Linked DNA regions of Pan troglodytes: region 2 is linked to region 1. Evidence: chromatin contacts called from public capture Hi-C data. All regions are on one chromosome and are shown on one strand. Each heading gives the region's core, a stretch centred on a gene start, on an enhancer-like site or on the middle of the called end of the contact. The rest is flanking DNA. Distances are from core to core; before and after follow the strand shown.

Evidence for each region. Capture Hi-C pulls out chosen DNA fragments and counts their contacts.
Region 2: a contact with region 1 is called in a capture Hi-C map of stem cell-derived neural stem cells, with 6 times the contacts expected there. The contact joins two enhancer-like sites. A contact is called at or near these places in 5 of 7 Hi-C or Micro-C datasets (blood, induced pluripotent stem cells, a lymphoblastoid cell line and 1 more), 1 of 1 datasets of contacts at active chromatin or transcription factors (stem cell-derived excitatory neurons) and 1 of 1 other capture datasets (stem cell-derived neural stem cells).

What each region holds. Positions count from the first base shown.
Region 1 is chr10:13,236,084-13,240,071 of NHGRI_mPanTro3-v2.0_pri, reverse strand. VWF (von Willebrand factor) reads left to right here. Exons shown (of 52, transcript XM_001160508.8): 11 at 79-215; 12 at 968-1,106; 13 at 2,296-2,396. Among named protein-coding and RNA genes, the nearest start is that of VWF, 62 kb to the left of the region's middle. Within about 2 kb of position 2,306, at least 8 of the 24 cell types and tissues checked have an H3K27ac peak or open chromatin away from gene starts, as enhancers often do. A contact at or near this core is called in stem cell-derived neural stem cells, where this site is marked.
Region 2 is chr10:13,456,693-13,460,680 of NHGRI_mPanTro3-v2.0_pri, reverse strand. The region is part of intron 2 of LOC107967418 (a long non-coding RNA gene); the gene reads left to right. Among named protein-coding and RNA genes, the nearest start is that of PLEKHG6, 33 kb to the left of the region's middle. Within about 2 kb of position 2,125, at least 14 of the 24 cell types and tissues checked have an H3K27ac peak or open chromatin away from gene starts, as enhancers often do. A contact at or near this core is called in stem cell-derived neural stem cells, where this site is marked.

The DNA of each region.
Region 1 (3,988 bases), core at 1,057-3,556:
CATATGCATTCCACCTTGGCCACCCCAGGGGAAGTGCCCTCACCTCCCATTCTTCTCCCTTCCTCTGTGTCTCTCCAGGGGAGTGCCTTGTCACAGGTCAATCCCACTTCAAGAGCTTTGACAACAGATACTTCACCTTCAGTGGGATCTGCCAGTACCTGCTGGCCCGGGATTGCCAGGACCACTCCTTCTCCATTGTCATTGAGACTGTCCAGGTGAGCTTTGCCAGCCCGGCTGCTGGTCGGGTGGTAGCCCAAGGTGCTGCATAGCTGCTAGGCTGAATGGGCAGCCCCTGGAAGGCGTGGGGCATTGCTTTCTGTGCATGAGGGAGGTCTCTTCCAGACTTCAGTTAGCTCCTCATTCATCCAGAAACCCAGCCCATCCCCTCTCTCCCTAGATGCTGGCGGAAGGCATCCTGCCCTGACAATAATGCCTCCTCAGGGCTGGCTCAGCTCCCCACCCAGTGGACGCATCCTGCTTGGGTCTAGCCTGTTGCCCCCATAACTAACCCTCTGATGTTTGGAGCTGGGGATGGCTGGGGTGGGGGCAAAGAGGGCTGGTCTTCTGTTCTGAACTCTGTGGTACATGTGTGGCTTCCTTTCTGTAGGGATGGAAGCAAAGATGAGGACGAAGAGAATGCACAGGGCTTTCCTTGAGGATCAAAGTCTTTGATTCTCTTTGGAACAGTAGGTCCAAGGAACACGATGAAGCAGAGGCCCATGGTTCTTTATAAGAGACTGGGCCAGGCTGGGAAAAGGCGTGTGCAAGGATGCACTTAGCAAGCCTTCTTGCTGCACAACTCTAGGGGGCCCCATTCACATGGAGTATTCTGGGAGAATGGAGTTGTAGGTTATGAGAAGGCCAGAGGCTCTCGGGTTGAGGCCTTTCTCTGATTAAGAGGGTCCTGGGCTGGGGAGCTGGATAGGCAGGGGGTGCAGCAAAGTCACCCTGTGTTCCCTCTTGGCAGTGTGCTGATGACCGCGACGCTGTGTGCACCCGCTCCGTCACCGTCCGGCTGCGTGGCCTGCACAACAGCCTAGTGAAACTGAAGCATGGGGCAGGAGTTGCCATGGATGGCCAGGACGTCCAGCTCCCCCTCCTGAAAGGTATGCTTCGTCCTGCTCCATCAGGCCTGGGGCTGGCACAGCCCATCCCTTAGCACCCTCCTTCTCAGCCCTGGCCACTGTCCTTAAGGACCTGCATGCGTCTTCCATGGGAATGTGATGGAGAGTTATCTTTGGAGGGCAGGGTGGGGTGCTTGGCATGCATCCCTCCCAGAAAGGAAGGCTTCCTGGAGGAGGAAGACTAGAGAAGGAAGCCTATAGATGAAGAGGTTGCTCTAGGCCTGGGACAGAGTGTAGATGGGAAAAGGGAACCGAGAGGATTTTTATTTGGCTTGAACCAAAGGGGCGAGTTGAGTCTTGGGCAGGTGGTTCTGGTTTGCTCTGAGGTGGGACAGGGGCAGAGGCTGATGCTGAGAGATCGGGGGTGGCTGGTGATGTCACACCAGAGGATGCCACTTGGGGCGAGGCCAGGTGACCCTCTGGCCTGTCTAGAGGTAGCAAAAAACCTACCTGTCCAGTATCTTCACCCGGGTTGCACTGTGCCTGTCAAAGCAAACCTGCTTTTGCATGGTAAAGCTCCCAAACTTCACACTCAAAGTGGCTCTCAGACTCTTCCTTCTTCTCCACAACTGCTGGCCACTTTGTCGCCCATTATCCTAGCATTGCACACAGCGGATGAACTTGGGCTAGTGGGTACCCAGCACGTCCATGGGTGTTATGCTGTGTGTCTTCTTATAAGATATGTTTGTTCCCCCAGGGCAAGGGGTATGCTCCTATCTGTGGCCACCTTCCCACAGAAGCAACAATTGCTGTATTCAGTGTTGTACACAGCATCGCTCAGACATGAGGTGGTGTGCAGTGGCAGAGTGTCCCAGGCACATTCAGGTGTCGTGGTGTCAATGCTAAAGAGATCTCCCTCTGCTCCAGGGCACCTGCCTACAGCCCAGGATGCAGGAGCCTCTGCCTCCCTCCTGTGGCAGTAGGGGGAATGGCAGGTCATAGCGGGGGTGCAGAGGCTTCTTCCTGGGGGACCCTATTTGCGCTCTGTCCACCTTGATCACCCTTCCTCCTGACACCCCCTTAAACCTCGTGGCCACCCTGTCTGCCCCTAAGTCATTGCTCTTCGTGCTACCGTCCTTTTGAGACACCCCATTTCCTCCCAAATACATCTGCCTGCCACCACACTGTCCTCTCCCCACCTCTGCCTGAGTCCTGTCCTGCTGGGTTCCAGGTGACCTCCGCATCCAGCATACAGTGACGGCCTCCGTGCGCCTCAGCTACGGGGAGGACCTGCAGATGGACTGGGATGGCCGCGGGAGGCTGCTGGTGAAGGTAGGTCCCCTCACGGGGTACTGGCTCCCTGCGGCCCAACCCTTACAAAGTACCCCTTGTGCTCTGGGTAGAATGGCTTTGTGTGGTGGGAGAAGAATTCCTTTCTCCTCATGGCCTACACCCCCAGAGCGAGAAACAGGCCTCTCTTGTTTATGAGGCTGGTGTTTGTTTTCTGGATGCCCCTTCTTGGCCCTGGGGATTCTTCCTGCTGGGCTCTGCTATCCCAAGGGCCTCTAGACTGGGGTGGGCTCTTGTGGGGCTGGGGAGGGAGCAGGTTTGCTGTCCAATCTCCCGGCTGAAACAAGGCCCGGGAGCAGGGGTGTCTCCCTGGGTGCCCACTGTGGGCAGTAAGGGAAGAGCCAGATTGGCACTCTCAGCTAAGAGAAAGCCTGCCAGGGAAAGGTTGCTCAGGAAACCACCAGATTCTTCCCCTGGACACTGGGACTCTGCATGTGTGGGCCACTTCCTCTTGTTCTTGGTGGTCCTGGAATCACACTGGATAGCAATCCATACTTTTCACTGGGCCTCCATCAACACTGTTTCTCTGGAAATGACCCTGGCAGGTGGACAGTGCAAATATTACTGCCATTTTATAAATGAGGCAACCAGGGCACAGGAAGTGGAGGGATGGTGCAGCACTCCAGAACTTCCAGGGCTAGGATAGACTCCTCTGATCAGAGGACTGATCCCACTCTGACCCCCACCAACCCTGTCATGGCAGAGCGAGGATTAGTTCTCTGCCTCATGCCTTTCCCATCAGAACAAAAAGTGGTTCTCGCTTTTTGGTCTTGAATGCCTTTACACTCTTAAAAATTATTGAGGACCTCAAGATCTTGTAGGAGGATTATATTTATTGGTATTTATCAGATTAGAAATTAAATTAGAGACATTTAAAATATGTATTTATTAACTCATTCAAAAATTATAATAATAAACCCACTACACATTAATATAAATATCACTGTTTTGGGGAAAAGTAACTGTTTGCCAGAACAAAAATAAGCAACAAGAATAATACCACTGCTGCACATTTCTGCAAATTTCTTTAATGGCTGGCTTAATAGGAGACAGCTGGGTTCTCATATCTACTGCTGCATTCAATCTTTTGCAATATTGCATGTCATGTGGCCTCTGGAAAATTCCACTCTATACTTGTAAGAGAATGAGGAGGGAAAAGGCAAATAATGTCTTCATAGTATTATGAAAGTAGTTTTGGTCTTGCAGACCCCTTGAAAGTCTCAGGGACCCCTATGGGTCTCAAGACCACACTTTGAGAACCACTGCGCTAGATTATGCCTGGGATCCCTGGAGAGCCTCCTCCTGCCTCCTGGGGTCCTGTGCTCCACAGGGTCCTTGCTATAATCCTGGGTGGCAGGGGCAGGGTGGCAGGTTTCACCCAGGAGATCCTGGCGTCCTCCATCCTCGTGTGGCTATGTTCTTTCTCCTGTCTTAGAGCTCCTGAGGGAATTTCAAACTAACTCCTTTTTTTTTTTTTCCTTTTATGAAAATAAACCTGCAACCACAGCCCATAAAGCAGGAAGGTCTGGGAGATCCTCTTGTCAACCTCCCTTTTCCAGTAGGAAATAAAGAGC
Region 2 (3,988 bases), core at 876-3,375, 220 kb before region 1:
GGAGGAGTTCACTTCCCAGCAGAGGGTTTGTTTAGGTTTGTTCTTGGTGCAAAGCTATCCAAAAGGAGAGTTACTCATGGGTGCTGGAATTGGGATGTGGAGTGAATTCAGAGAGTGAGTCACTCTTGCTGCCTAGGGGTGGGGAAAGGTGGAGTGGCAGTGGCGGGAAATGGAAAAAGGCCAGAACTTGGTGTTTGAGGACTGGGGCTGTGTGGCCTTGAGCAAATCATTTGTTTTTCCTGTTGCTGACCTGGAAAGCAGGGGAGAGTCCCTCATTCCCCACATTGCTGTGGAATTAAATGAATGTGTTGCTCAAATAACTAAGAGCTATGCAAATGATCCTTATGCCATTCCTTAAGTCTTCACTCCCTTCTCCTAGTATGGGCACAACAATAGCAGCCCTCTCCCGCCCACGGTAGGTGTATTAAATACAAAACTATGCGCAAAGGCTCAGCACAATGGTAGGTGGCACCGGGTAAGTGCTGGTCACCCTCGTTAGTCCAGTCTCTGTTCAACGCCAGTGAATTCGCCACCATCTCAGGACCCAGCTCCACCGGGAAGGAGAAATGGGTAACTGTCCCAGGCAGAGGGCTGTGAGTCAGGGTGCTGGGGCCAGGCATGGATCTGCTGGGCACTCACATTCAGGACCTTAGTCCCTTGGGGATGACGGTGGAGGAGGAAGCCCCCCGATGAGGAAGGCTTTTCTGCCTGCTTCCTTCTCCCTTGCACTCCAGAGCCCCTCATCCATCCATTCATTTCGTACATTTCTATTGTGGGACTATGCGGGCAAACGGGGCTTACAAGTCAGGATCGGGTGGAGAGCAAGACAGAGGAGGCCACTGCTCTCAAGGGCCTGCCGACCAGGCGCAGGATCAGGTCACTTGCCATCTCCCTGGAAGCTAAGGGCTATTTCTGGTCTCTCCTCTGCAGGCTGGGTGGGTAGTTGGGCTGTTCCAGCTTCCAGTTCCCACTTGGCCTTGGCTTGGGGTACCAGGAGAGGGCCCTGAAACTCATTTTTTAGAAGCAGAAGTGGGCGCGGGGGCAGTGGCTCATGCCTATAATCCCAGCGCTTTGGGAGCCGAGACCGAAGGATGGGCTGAGGCCAGAAGTTCCAGACCAGCCTGGACAACACCGCAATACCCGGCCTCTACAAAAAACGAAACAATTAGTCGGGTGTGGCGGCGCGCCCCTGTGGTCCCAGCTACCCAGGAGGCAGAGGCGGGAGGATCGCTTGAGCCTGGGACGTGGAGGTTGCAGTAAGCCGACATCGCGCCACTGCGCTCCAGCCTGGGCGACAGAGCGAGACCTCATTATCTACAAGAAAATGGAAAAATACTCCAATGCACCCCATATGTCCTTGGATTCCCGGGTTGCCGCCGATTGGCGCTTTCTCGCCAGAGCTCAAAGCCAGCTCGGCGCTCCGAGGAGGGCGCGGACGGGGCGGGGCGGGGCACCCCGGCTGCGCTTCCGCGCGTGGCCGCGAGGGGGCGCGGCAGGACGGGACTGCCAGGGCGGCAGCGGGTGAGTCAGGGCGGCGCGAGGATGAGTCAGCCCTCCGTGGGCTTACCGCGCCCCCTCCGCCCCTGGCTTCCCCGCCCGGCCGCGCCCTGGCCGCCGGCTCGCCCTGACCCTCGGGGATCCCTGGCTCTGCGCCGCCCTGCGCCCTCCCGGGACTCCCCTGCCGCCAGGAGACCGCGCCTCCCGGGAACACAGGGCAGGGCCTGCGGGCCTGGGCCGGGCCGTTCCCGCGGACCCTCCCGTCGCTCCTTTCCTGGGGCCGGGCGTGGCTTCCCTCCCAGAGCGGGTTTCGGGGCCGGCCCCGGCTCGGCCCGGATTCGAGGGACAGCTCTGCCAAGGCCCGGCCATGGGCGGCCGCCGCGGGGGAAACGTGCCCCCTGGCTAACGCATGGGGAGAAAGCCCGCTCCGTTCTTGGGTGTGCCCCGGTGTTTCGGCCTCTTCTCAGAGCAAATCAGGAAAAAATAGGAACTCCTGGGTGGGTCCCCGCTTGGCAGGTTGAAGAAGGTGTCCTGACAGGATCTGGCTCAGAAGCCGAGTGTGTTAAAGCTGCAGAAAACTTGCCAAACCTGGGCCACCGGCCTCACCTTGGAGATCCCGCCCACGGACGGACGCAGGGACTCTCCAAAAGTCCCAGAACTCACAAGTCAGCCCTGCTGGGCCTCCCACTCACAAGGTGCATGCAAAGTGCCTAAAATAGTGCCTGGCGTATAGTCAGCGCTCCACTAAGATTACATTTTACAGATACAGGTGACCCTGAGCAACAGGGCGTTCAACTGCGAGAGTACGTTTATTCGAGAATTTTCTGCTGACTCTGGGACAGCAAGACCAACCCTCCTCTCCCTCCTCCCCCTCTTCCTCAGCTTTTATGCCTGATCTACTTCCATTTATGAATAGTAAATACACTTTCTCTTTCTTATGATTTTCCTAATAATATTTTCTCTACCTTCCTTTATTGTAAGAGTACAATATATAATACATATAACATCAAATACGTGTTTACCCACTGTTTATGTTATCTGCAAGGCTTCTAGTCAACAGTAGGCTATTGGTAGTTAAATTTTAGGGGAGCCAAAAGCTATACTCAGGTGTGGAAGCCTGTAGTCCCAGCTACTCAGAAGGCTGAGGTTGGGGGATTGCTTGAGTACCCGAGTCCAAGACCAGACTGGGCAAAAGCGAGAACGCTGTCGTTGAAAAAAAAAATTATGTTTGACTGCTTGAGGATTGATGCCCCAATGCTTGCATGTGCTGTTCAAGGATCAACTGTATTTTATGTGTATAATTTGAGGTATATAATTATATTTATAGATGCATATTTATATAAACACATATGGATATTTATATATCTATGCCTACTAGCTGATCTTTATGTGTGCCAGGTACTGTTCCAAGTGCTCCTCAGGCATCAATGATCTCATTTGATTTCACAACCACACAAGGACATAAGGTGCTATTATTTATCTGCATATGGTAGCTGAAGAAACAGAAGCTCAGAGAAGCGAGATAACTTTCTCAAGAGCACACAGCTAGGAAATATAGTGCAGGAGTTCCCCCGACTCCCTAACTTTAGAGGCCGTGTTCAGATATTGGTGGAGTCTGGTAACATACTTACTATCAAGGGTTCAGCCCTTCACAGTGTCTGAAGAGCAAAGTGTTAAACCCAGCCGTGGGAGGAGGAGCCACTTTCCTTATGGAAATCTGCTGCCCTTGCTTGCTCTGCTCCTGCCACCAGAGAACCAAGCTCTCTGGTTGTTCCCAGGTGCCAAAGGGCCAGAAGAGACTCACTTGCCACTCTTTTCTCCTTGTTAGCTCTCCATATGGCCCCAGGACCTGGTCTCTGGCACCCGCCATTCCCCTTGCTGGTTTGTTTGTTTTTTTGTTTGAGATGGAGTCTCGCTCTGTTGCCCAGGCTGGAGGGCAGTGGTGAGATCTCGGCTCACTGCAACCTCCGCCTCCCAGGTTCAAGCAATTCTCCTGCCTCAGCCTCTCCAGTAGCTGGGATTACAGACGCGCACCACCATGCCCAGCTAATTTTTTGTATTTGTAGTAGAGATGGGGTTTCACCATGTTGGCCAGGCTGGTCTTGAACTCCTGACTTTGTGATCTGCCTGTCTTGGCCTCTCAAAGTGCTGGGATTACAGGCTTGAGCCACCGCACCCGCCCCCTTGCTGGTTTTGTAGACGACACTTGCTGATTTGGGGTGGGTTATCTTTAGCAAGGTTTCCCATTTACCCGTGAGCAGAGCAGGGCTGACTTGGGGTTCATTAGAATCTCTCGAGACACGTTCAACACACAGATTCCCCCGGCCTTTTGAAAGCGGTGGTTCTCAACCTTGATTGTACAATGATACAGTGGACTTAAAGGGAATGCTCGTGCTTGAGCCCTCCCGAGAGATTCCGATTGAGTAAATCTGTGCTTCTCCCTGGGCATCAGGATTTCCACAAGCTAGGCTGAGGTAGCCCTAGGAATCTA